2 separate regions of the Triticum aestivum genome follow, and region 1 is linked to region 2. Evidence: chromatin contacts called from public Hi-C data. All regions are on one chromosome and are shown on one strand. Each heading gives the region's core, a stretch centred on a gene start, on an enhancer-like site or on the middle of the called end of the contact. The rest is flanking DNA. Distances are from core to core; before and after follow the strand shown.

The links. Hi-C and Micro-C count contacts between places; a contact is called where the count stands out from the background.
Region 1: a contact with region 2 is called in a Hi-C map of leaf, with 4 times the contacts expected there. The contact joins the promoter of LOC100037651 here to the promoter of LOC123098834 in region 2. A contact is called at or near these places in 2 of 5 Hi-C or Micro-C datasets (both in leaf).

The regions. Positions count from the first base shown.
Region 1 is chr4D:482,827,133-482,833,431 of IWGSC CS RefSeq v2.1, forward strand. LOC100037651 (fasciclin-like arabinogalactan protein 8) reads left to right here and starts at 2,456. Exons shown (of 1, transcript XM_044520911.1): 1 at 2,456-4,222. The coding sequence starts at 2,773. The coding sequence ends at 4,047. It overlaps LOC123098836 (callose synthase 3), which reads right to left. Exons shown (of 43, transcript XM_044520912.1): 40 at 6,241-6,299; 41 at 6,094-6,144; 42 at 5,754-5,939; 43 at 5,029-5,637. The coding sequence ends at 5,389.
Region 2 is chr4D:482,657,036-482,663,000 of IWGSC CS RefSeq v2.1, forward strand. It overlaps LOC123098834 (cyclin-B1-2), which reads right to left and starts at 2,060. Exons shown (of 4, transcript XM_044520910.1): 1 at 1,819-2,060; 2 at 1,649-1,749. The coding sequence starts at 1,941.

The sequences.
Region 1 (6,299 bases), core at 1,206-3,705, 170 kb after region 2:
CCGAACCGCTCGTTACGAACGCTCCGAAGGAGCGCTCGTTAACTAGCTGCTCCCGCAATCCACGCCTCGTGAGGTCGGAGAGAAAATCCACGCATCCGCTTCTCTGACGCGATCGACGCCCACCTAGCGACCTTTTTTTAGGGGGGGCACCTAGCGACCTGGGGCGTTGTCTCCTGGTCACCGAACGTCCAAATGATAAACAAGATTGGGGAAATCTCCCTGTGGTGGAAGGGGATCTCATATGCCATGAAAATTCCCCCGGCTGGGGTTTGCTGCCCTGGTTTTGACTCGGCTGCTACCAAATTAGCCCAATGTGGGGCGGGGGGGGGGGGAGCGGCTCGAACTGACGTACAACAGTTAGACGATCAGACGACCGTGGTTAACGCGACCTGATCACGGGAGCGGCGAGCGGCAGTATGACGGGCATGCTCTCCGCTCACAGTTGAGAAGAAGAAGAAGAAGAATCCTCGCCGTCTCAATGTGAGGTGCTCAAAATCGGTCGAGATTCTACGTGGATGGGGACATGCTAACGGGACATACTATTATCATCCCCTTATCCGTGGTCGTGTGCTAAATAAGAACGTTGAGACCGGACGGAAGCCCCCACCGAACTCTGCCTCACACGTTGCTGAGAGCATCTCCAACAGCCGCGTCAAAAGGCGCCCGCGTGATAAACTAGGTTTTTAGCGCAGGGGACGTTTTCGCGCGCTCCAGTGGTGGCGGGAAACTAGCGCGCGCAAGGAAGGATTGCGCGCGGGGGAAAAGGCGGCAGCTCGCCCGCTACTTTTGGCGCACCGCTTCCGGCGCGCCTATAAGGCTGGTCATAGTGGGGAGTAACTTAGACTAATAACATGCATATGTTACTAGTCTATGTTACTACCTTTATAGTGCATAGTATCATAGATTAATATCATAAGTGGTCTCATTTATTGCCATGCATGACACATAGTAGCATCACATTTATTACGTTACAGTATCTACCTATGTTACTATAACCATCTCTCTTCTTTAATTGCCTGCCACATAAGCATGTTTGCGAGTCCCAAGTGCATGATACTACTTATGTTACCCCCACTATGGCCAGCCTAAATTGCGGCGCTCGCCACGCGGCTATCCACACTGCCACGCGCGCCTCCCCCGCTTCCTCGCCGCTCCAGCGCCCCGCCACCGACGCGCCACCATGCCGCCGCGCCGCCGAGGAGCGTCGGGCTACCGCAGCGTCCGCCAGCGCCCCAACGGCTGGTACTACGCCGAGATCCGGTCCGGCGACGTCCGGCTCGGCCTCGGCACCTTCGAGACTGCGCACGAGGCCGCCCGCGCGTACGACGCGGCGGCGTGGCGCCTAGACAAGCCGCGCTCGCAGATGAACTTCCAGGACGTCTACACGCGCCAGCAGGCGCAGGACGATGCCCCTCCGCCTCGTCTTATCACGGACCAGGACCGTGAGGAGCACACTCGGCGGCAGCGCCGCCTTCTCATCACAGAGGAGGACGAGCGAGGCATGGCAGAGTGGCGCCGGCGCCACCCGGAGGACGTCGCCAACGAGCAAGCCTACTGGGCGGAGAGGACGGCAAAGCGCCACGCAGATCGGTTGGAGAGGCGTCGGCGGAAGGCCCTGGCGCTATCGTAGTGCGATATCGTTGAAAATGGTGGGCAATCGATCTTTTCGGCTAATGATCCTCATTGGGACGACATGTGGCTCGATACCTCGGACCAGACCAGGGATGATGATGATGATGGCGACGACTAGGAGTAGGTTGTAGTTGCACTATCTAGTAGTTTTTTTATGTCGTTGCACAGTAGTTTTATCTATCTATACTATGGAACTATGTAAAATATATCTATGAATTTTATTTACTATTTAAAAATATGTACGCAATGTTCGTGCGATAGCGCGTGCTGCATTTTAGCGTGGTTGCTGAAACTACGCGCACGCTAAATTTTAACGCGGCTGCTGGAGGCAGCGCTGCCCGCCGCACTTTTTTAGGTGACGTACTGCAAACTATCTTTTAGCACGGCTGTTGGAGATGCTTTGATGCTTCGCCGATCTACTTACGTGACAAAGAAGCAGACTCAGCCGAAACCGTAAATAAAGTGAGTCGTAAGAATCGACGAGAAAACTAATGACTGAGCACGTGCGCACCTGTCCTGTGCTTTCACCGGTGCAACTTGCAATACTACTATGTACAGAGAGGAAAACAGAGCTGACTCGCCTCGGATTCCACTGCTAGCCTATGGGCCACGTTGTCAGCACTGATCAATCTTCGGATCGATGTCTCCACCCTAACGGCCACACTATTATTTCTTATACGTAGACACGAGAGAGCGAGAGCCAAACTGCCGAATACCATCACCTTGTTATCAATCCTCTTTTTATCAACAAGTTTGTATTAGAATAGACCGGCCGACGCATAATGGAGCGCAATGACCACCACCAAATAAAAACGGCTAGGAATGGAGGAGACACGCCGTGCCAAGTGCCATCGTCGTCCCTACCACCGGTAGCCAGCCAGCCCTCCAATCGCTCGCGCTCCCGCGCCCTCACATGTCAATGTGCTCGCCCGCCTTGCAATTTGCACACCCCAAACCTCACCAACCGCCCATGAACCATACATAATTCGTTAGTTAGTTGCCCACAAGCCATTGCTCATTTTATCCTCACGCTCCCCGCGTGCTCACAGCTCACTCCGGCTAGCCAGCCAGCTTAGGTGCTCGGTCCATTTCAGCGCCATCGATCCATCATCAGTGCGTCGGCCACTACTGAGCTCGGCCATGGCGGGGGCGCAGCTGCGGCGCGTGGTGGCCGTGGTCCTCCTGGCCTGCTGCTGCGGCATGGCGCCGGCGGCGACGGCGAGGGGGATGTCGGCGGGGATCGCGCACAACATCACGTCCTTCCTCAGCGGCCACCCGGAGTACAAGCAGTACAACCAGTACCTGACGGAGACGCGGGTGTGCGACGAGATCAACGCGCGCGCGGGGGTCACGGTGCTGGTCCTCGGCGACGGCGCCATGTCCACGCTGGTGTCGGACGCCGGGGCCGACCTGGGCGCCATCAAGAACGCGCTGCGCCTCCACGCGCTGCTCGACTACTGGGACGTCAAGAAGCTGAAAGCCCTCCCCGCCGGCGCCGACACGCTCACCGACACCTTCTACCAGGCCGCGGGCGGCGCGGCCACCAGCGCCACGGGCAGCGTCAAGATGGCCAAGCTGGAGGGCGGCGGCTTCGGCTTCGCGTCCGCCGCCAGCCCCGGCGACGCCTACGACGCCACCTTCGCCAAGGCGCTCAAGCAGACGCAGTACGACTTCGCGGTGCTGGAGGTCACGGCGCCCATCGAGTTCGACGGCCTCTTCGAAGGGCCCTCCGTCTCCAACCTCACCAAGCTGCTGGAGAGGGCCGGCTGCAAGCGCTTCGCAGAGCTCATCGCCAGCTCCGGCGTGCTCAAGGACTACCAGGCGGCGATGGCGGACGAGGCCGGGCTGACCCTGTTCGCGCCCAAGGACGACGCGTTCCTGGGCAAGGGCGCGCCGGACGTGGACGCGATGCCCCGCGCCGACCTCGTCGCGCTGCTGCGGTACCACGCGCTGCCGGGGTACAACCCGAGGCCGTCGCTGAAGCTGGTGAAGGCGTCGGCCCGGCCGTTCCGCACGCTGGCGTCCACCGCGGGCGGGAAGTACAACGTGTCGGTGGTGGCCCGCGGCGACGACGTGTCGCTCGACACCGGCCTCCGCAAGTCCCGCGTGGCCGAGACGGTCCTGGACGACACGCCCGTGTGCGTGCTCACGGTGGACCGCCTCCTGATGCCCCTGGAGCTCTTCGCCGGCGCGCCCGCGGAGGCCCCCTCGCCGACGCCCGCGCCGGCGCCGTCCCCCGCGGACGCAACGCCGAGCTCCCCGCCCGCGCCGCCACCGGCCGACGCCCCGTCGGAGGCCGCCGCGGACCACGTTCACAAGGACGTCAAGGCGTCGTCTGCCACCGTCGTCACGTCGCGGACGATCGGCGCGCTCGCCGCGGCCGCGTGCTCCGCCGTGCTCGCGTCTCTACTGTGATAATGGGATGTGCCGCACATCCCATTCCGGCCACATTCCTCGTCAGCCCATCACATTCTTCCTGCCCTCCTCCTCTCTCAGCCATGGATTGTTGATTCAACTTGATTGCATGAGCCGCAGCAATTTCTCCGTGTAATTCATGAAAGCATGTGTACAATACATCTTGTTCTTTTTACGTGATGGTTTCGGGAACACGAAGCCGTTACAGAGCAGCCACACCGACACAGCCATTGCCATTTCCGCGCACCACTCACGCTCCATGGATAAACAACACCCGACGATACGGCGGCGACTTTACACGCTGCACTATGGAATTGTAAATTGGATGGAGCAGATCATGCATGTGGCTCGCTCTCGAGTTTTTACTCCTCTTTGTCCTTGGATCGAGGTCGTCCTTGCTGCTGAGCAGGCAGGCCCACCACATGCAGCAGAGCCCATTTGCCGGGCGCTTCAAAATCCGGGGCGATGAGGGTGAGGCCCAGAATAGCGAGTGCGCCTGCCATGCCATTCCACTCGAAGCTCGATCCTCCCCTCAAAAAAAAAAAAACTCGAAGCTCGATCCGGATGAGCTGGCGCTGTCAGTTCCTACGGATTCCGATCAATTTCACCGGACCAGACGGCTCGCAAGTTGAGGACCACTGTCTCTTCTGAAAAATAATTAACGGCAAGTAGACCCAAACATACTAAACTCTGCAGTAAGAACCAAGGACACATACTAACATGCACGGATAAATAATCATCAGCAGGTAAATCAGATCATGATGCTGGAGCTACTTTCATTACAACCGAGAAATTAAGGCATACGTACACTATGTGAAGTGTGCCAGTACTTGTAGTTGCACAACTGCAGGGAGAAAGAAATGATCACCGTAGCACGCGGGAAAAGGTAACACCACGCATCTACCGATGTGGTGCTGCATCACATGATCAATGTACTCAAGGACAGATGTTCCCAACTCACCGCAACTGCTAAAGTGTCCGTATTAACACTTGCTGTAGTATTCACACAAGAAAAAATGGCAATATCCAACGACTACAATTCCTTACATTGCAATTAGCAGTGAAGACTGAAGAGATATATTTCACAACTTGTATGAAGCTGTAATCGCACGAAATATTCTATATCCTGGAATATATTTACAACCTATGTATTCCCAAGTAGTACTATATTTTTTTATGGCAAAAGTCCTAGATCTTGAAAATGGCAGGCAATTGGGCAGAAGAGCTAATTTAGGCCCTGTTCAGCAACCCACCCACTACCAGAATCCGCGAAGCCGGGAAACTGCAGCTCCGCCCGCTCCGGGAGCGGAGTTGTGGAGCGGCGCGATTCCGAACAGGGCGTTAGTCTTTGGTGCTAGCGGCCCTCTCCTTCTTCTGACCGCCAAGAATCCGGGAAATCTGCAGTCCTCTACTGAATGCCTGGTTGAACAGCATCCGCGTCTGGAACTCGGAGACGAAGGGGAACCATGACAGGACAGTAATTGGTGTGAACAGAAGCATCCCCATGATAACCTCGTACGCCCGCGCAAGGGCTCGGACAGATCCCCATAGCCCCGTGACCCGGAAAAGAGGCCTGCAAGCTTGTGCAATCTGGAAGTGATAACAGAGCAACAGTAAGAAAATAGATGAAACAGAAGCAAGCATGCCACCGTCATTACAGTACTAGTATATATGATGAAGCAGACACAAGCAAGAGAAAGACTGACCAGTAGTATTCCCCATCCGGTGGGCAAGAATGCCAGGAAGCATACAAGTATGTCTTTAATAGTCATGTGAAGCAGAACTATCAGCACAACCAAAATAGCGAAGAACGAAACGAATATCATGAACTTGATCAGACGGAAGAACAGCTGAAAGTTCGCGCCGAACCTCCGCCTTCCGACAGATATGATCTGAAAAGACAGTGGGCAATTAGCAATTTAGGAAAGGAATTTAGCCAACGCAACTTTCAGAAATACGGTGTTGACAGGAAATCGTGTTGTTCTGCTATAAACATTTGTATTGACTGATCCATGTTCTATTGGCAAAGCAAGCATGCTCTCTCACCTTCAAAATAACCAGCATCACCAAAATTACGAGCCATGAAATTAAGTAAACCTGGAAGCCACAAAATTGAAAAATGTTAAAAGACCCACCCAACCACCTAGCACAGTCAAAATCAAAACACTTCTCTGAACTGGAGGAAAAGCATACCACGATACTTTTGTTGTTGTTTGTGATAGTTAACTGGTACACAAGGCCATACTGATATA
Region 2 (5,965 bases), core at 810-3,309:
TGCAGATTTAGATACAACCAAACATGCAGCACAAGAACTTAACAAGTAACTGTACCATACCAGAAAACAAACTTCGTGCAAACAAAATGTCACACGACAAATATGAATACATTTACAGCAAAAGAAAGCACTACATTTTATTTTACCGTTTTGTGCAGAAAAATCTTTACAACATGATGAAAAACCTCACAAAATCAAACCTAGTATCCCAACGCCTGCTCAATTGCTGCCTACTCAATCCAGATTGAACAAAACCTAAGATCACTGCATAGTTGCAGTGAGAGCTATTTAGCACAGAGAAAGTACACATATTACTAACATGACTACATAGTTGCTGAGGGGCTATCTAACAGAGAGAAAACACGCATATCACTACCAACAGCGAAGATATGGGCACGGCGTTATGGCTCGTACGAGTAAATGATCCTATTAGGTGGGCCAGACGATCTCCAGTGTGGATCCATGCCAATATGATTTGTACTAGCAGGGCGAGCGACATAAATTGGCGTACTGAAACAGCTATTTTCTTTTATACATCTGCGGTGGTAGCCCATACTGACGTTCTGAGCTATGCTCTGGCAGGCCCGTTTGAAGGATGGAGCACCTCCTTTACCAAAAATCATGTATCGATGGTGCAGGTAATGCCTCGTAGATGGACCATGTTATAGAATAAAAATCATGCGATCCTGATGGCATGTGGCTTTCGGTGCCTACACCCATTGCTCCACTCCTTCGTCTTAATGTTGCAGGGGAGAGGCCCTCAACATGACAAACAAACGTGGGAAGGTGTCGACCTAACGTACACGAAGAAGATAGCGGGTGAACCGATGGATTTCCCGGTAGATTCAATTTGCAGGTAAGATAGTTTGTTGCTGAAACGAATAATCTTTTTCCCTTGGAAAAACAAAACAGAATAATCTTAGGAACCTGCGTGGGCAGATAAGCAAAGATAAAGCAGATCTGATGTGAGGAAGACACTAGAGGTTTTTGAAGAGATTGGAGCCAAGGATCCAGAATTCTTGTTTAAGGTTCATGCAAATTTGGAGAGTTGGATAAAGAATCTGATGTAGTGGAAGAGCGGGAATTGTAGGATGCAGTACAAGTTCTTTGATGACGTAATCACGTTCAACACAACTTGTAGAACCAACTTGAACGACCCGCCATCCGTGCTATTTGTTGTTGTAGACTATCACTTCAAAAGTGTAATACTATGTATGAGGTGTACTATGAGCAGGTTGAGACCTTGGAATGGGTGTTCATGGAGTTCATAAGGATGATGTGAAGGGCCGCACCTAAGAAAATCCTAATTGGTACCAACTGCAGTGTGCCTGGCCACCAGAAGAATACGTCCCATATCGAATTTCCGGAAGACGATCCTAATTGGTACCAATTCATGTGATCTGGATAATGAGAGCATATAAACGACCCGTATCGAATTTCCGAGATATTAACACATGGACTAGAAGTACAAGAAATCAGCACATCTCGTTCTCACAGTAAGGTCAAATTCATGATTCCAACAAATTGCAGCTGCCCAATCAGATGGCTAAAAAATTATGAATGACCACATCGGCTACCAATGACTCTTAGTAGTTAGCCAAAACCTATTTCCAGGAGGGGAAAAGGTGTGGGCAGCGGGAGAGCGAACCTGGAGAGGATTTGTGCGTCCAGATCCTTGCGGATGTTGAAGGCGGACCCGTAGATGGCCTCGGTCCCGAACCTCTTCTTGTCGTCCCAGAACTTGGTCTCCTGCACGGCGCGTACCCACGAAACAGTCAGATTCAGAGCTAGGGTTTCGAGGGCCCGGGGGGGACGAACCTTATGGATGGTGGCCTGGACGGGGTGCGGCGGCGCGAGGTCGCCCCTGACGCTGTCGTTGACGCCGAAGCGGAGCACGTCGTGGGTCTGCCCGATCTCCTTCTTCGTCATCGAGCTCGCCATCGTCGCTGCTCAGGCTCTCTTCTTCCTCTCTCTCTCTCTCTCTCTCTCTCTCTCTCTCTGTTCTCTCTGTTCTCTCTGGGGTTCTGCTCCGTTTTTTCTTTCTTTGCGGGGAAGAAAAGGCAAAAAAAAAGGAAGAGAGAATAGAGAGCACCTGGTCTGGGCTGGGCTGGGCTTGGTGAGACCGTGAGAACCGGATAAGCGGGCCGGCCAATAGCACGAGACGGTCAGAGCGGTTCCCAGCGTAATAAACAGTTTGGCACCCTCCCCTAAAAAAAACAGTTTGGCACGTTTCGCTTACGTTTTTATCAAATCCGGTTTTTTTAGCAAATACTCCCTCCGTTCCTAAATATTTGTCTTTCTAGACATTTCAAATGACTACCAAATACGGATGTATGTAGACATATTTTAGAGTGTAGATTCACTCAGTTTGCTCCGTATGTAGTCACTTGTTGAAATGCCTAAAAAGACAAGTATTTAGGAACGGAGGGAGTAGCTCAGTTTTATGCCCTGCTTTTATTTTTCTTAAATGATAAATGCCACACGTGTGGCACGAAACACTTCGCCCTTGACGGTTTTTACAACTAAGGTGCCATCCGAAAGAAAAACAAACCAAAAAAAACGAAAACTTGTCATCTGAAAAGAAGTTGATATGCTTGACAACTAAAGTTGCCAGCCTTGCGTCACTAAGCTTGCCATAAAAACGTTCAGAGTTGCCATGTTCGTGCCACACGTATGGCACTTATGAGGGTCCTTTATTTTCCCCTTGGTTTTTTATTGTTCTGGTTTTATTTCCTTTCTTGTTCTTTTTATTATATTTAATTTCTCTGTTTTATTTTTTTCCTTTTCTTCTTTCTTATTTCCTTTCCTTCTGCATTTCACCCTTCTTTTCTGCCTTTTAATTTTAGTTATTGTTTTATAAACATAGACATTTTTAGAAAAATACACATGCACGGACATTTTCAATGAGATACATGCACAATTTTGTGGAAGATGTAAGATTCTGAACAAATTGATCATGAACGTGTTATGATATTGTTCAACTCTTGCTAAATGTGTTCTCACCACTCAAAAGAAAATTTCATGTATTACAAAAAAAGGACGTTCACGTGTGTAACAAAAGGTTAAAGTATTTTTCAAAAATGCTTTTTGTAAAAAATCTGTTCATGTTCATTGTGTAATTTTACAAAAAAATGTAAATGCTCATCGTATTCTCAAAGAAATGTTCAGTGTGTATTTAAATAAGTGTTGAACATGAACTTTTGAAATCTTCCATCATATTCTTAAAAAGTGTATTTAATCTGTGATATTTTTTTCAAATTTGTGAACCCTTTTTGAATGCATAATATTGAATTCACATTTTTTTTGCATTAACAAAGTTTTTCATAATTTACTAGCATTTTAAATTCGGCCGACTTTTTTCAAACTTAAGAAAAAACAACCTGTTTTTCCGGTGACAAAAGACTATCAGGCGTAGAAAACGAGCCAAAAGAAGCAAACAACTAAGGAGGCATTGACTGCATGAGGCAAATGAGCGGAGGAGCAAGCGCAATGTAAGATACTGGGTCGCGGCCCACTCAGATGCACCACCTTCTATTCGTGCTAAATGCGTTGAAGAGTAGCTCCCGTTGCCGTGGGGATGTATCTGGTGCACCAGGGCAATTAGTTCTACCGGTGCACCGTTCACCTGTTGCACATTCAAAAATGTTTGAAAAATTTCAGAAAAAATTAGTGCATTGACACAACATCGATGTATGATCTCATAAAAATTCAAATCAAAAATCAAAACATTGCTTGAGATAAAGAAATGACAAATTTGACACTTAATAGTACATACACAAGTTGGGCTTTAGTTTTGGCGCATTAGCACACTAATGTCAAATTTGTCATTTTTATATCTTGAGAAATGTTTCAAATTTTGATTTGAATTTTTGTGACAGCATACATTGATGTTGTGTCAATGCACTAAACTTTTATTTTATTTTTTCGAATATTTTTGTATGTGCAACGGGGTCCGGTGCACCGGTAGCACCAATTGCCCCGGTGCACCAGATTCCCGTTGCCGCTCGCACCACCAAGGTGTGGCAAATGGGAGCTCCTATTGGACACTTTTTGTGCCGTCGGCCAGACGCACAGAGTCGTGCATAGCCTTTCTTTACTGTGACAAGCATTGTCATTGTAGCAATTGGTTTTTAATGTTTTTCTTATTTTTATCATTTTTTGAAAACTTGAAAACATGCACAATTTTTTAAATTTCAATCATTTGTGGAAATGCGAATATTTAAAAAAATGAACAATTTTTAAAATTTGTGATATTATTAAAAAATATGATTTTTTGGAAACACCAACATTTTATTAAAACATGATTTTTTAATGAACTAATATTTAGAAAATAACAGGAGTGTTTTTTGAAATTTTGAATATTTTTTAAAACATTAACTAATTCTAAAAACACTACCATTTTTTAAATTCTGAACATTTTTTGAAAAAAAAGCCCTAAAAACCGACAGATAAAGAAAAAACCAACACATTCTATAATGTTTCTATAATTAGAGTAACCAGGACATACTAAATGGGTCGACCCAAATCCCTAGCATTTTGTGCGATCTAGCAACTAATGCTTCAAATAGGAATTGGCGTGCCGAAGCGCCGCGACAACACAAAACATCAATTGTTTAGGACATTGGCGACCACGCACGATGGATTGCCCCTCAGTCAGGGACAAACTTTGAACTTGTGGGGGAAAAGCTAAGTCGAGCTCTGAACTACCAATCCCCAAAATCGTCCCAGTCTATTTTAAACCGCCGCAACAACACAATGCATCAATTGTTCACAAACAGGGATTATCAAGGTGGCAAGTCGAACCCAGGTTTGTTGGTTGCAACTGAGGGAGATAGCCGGTTGGGCGCGACCCACCCTGTCCATCCTTATTTTGTTTATATTTGAAAATATTGTAAACATGAACAGAAAGTTTTTTTCTAATGTATATGAAAAATGTACAGAGTGTGTGAAAAAAATAGATATCAAAACTTAAATATGAAAAAAATTATTAACCATGTACTTAAGAAATGTTAAACCTATATAAAAAATGTTCCTGATGTATTCCAAAAATGTACAAGGTGTTTGAAAAATAGACATAAAAAATAAAATTAAAATTGTTTATCATACATTTAAAAATGTTAAACATATATAAAAATGTTTCTAATGTGTACAAAAAATGTACAACGTGTATGAAAAAAGTAGACATCAAAAGTAAATATGGAAAAAATATTAATAATTTATTTAAAAATGTTATATATGTATGAAACAATGTCCTGATGTATACAAGAACAATGTAGAAGGTGTATGTAAAGAAGTAGACATAAAAAATACATTTTTAAGAAATGTTCCTGATATATATGTAAATGTACAATGGTCATGATGTATACAAAAATAGTACAATGTGTATGAAAAAAAATGGCATCAAAACATATTTTCAAAAAAAATGTTAATTGTGTATTTGAAAAGTATTAAATGTGCACTAGAAATGAACCTAGTGTATACGGAAAACTAGACTTTGTGTTGAAAAACCGTGGAAGAAAACTGAGAAAGAACCAAAATAAAAACCAAAAAAGAACAAAAACCCGGTGCAAAAAAGAAAAAGAAACAAAAGAAAACCAGATAACCGAAAAAAATACTGAACTATAATGAAGGGAAAAAAACCCAAAGAAAACCAGTGAAGAAATAAAAAAATAGAAGAAAAAGAAAAAAGGAAGAAGAAAAAAAGGATAAAACCGAAAGAAGCAATGAAAATGAACAGAGGAACGCACAACTCAGTCAATAATCCAAGGGTTTTATCTTGTCACGTCAGAGAATACTAGCTAAGCGCTCTCAAGGTTCAAAATAGATCACGGTCATAGAGTTTGGTGTGCTGAGTTCGGAGATTAGGAGTTCAGGGTTTGATTTAGCTTTTGTCTACAATTTCAAGATTTGTTTCGGAGTCTTTGCCTTCGTGCAGGATTGGTCGCCACTTTATTGCACACTGGCC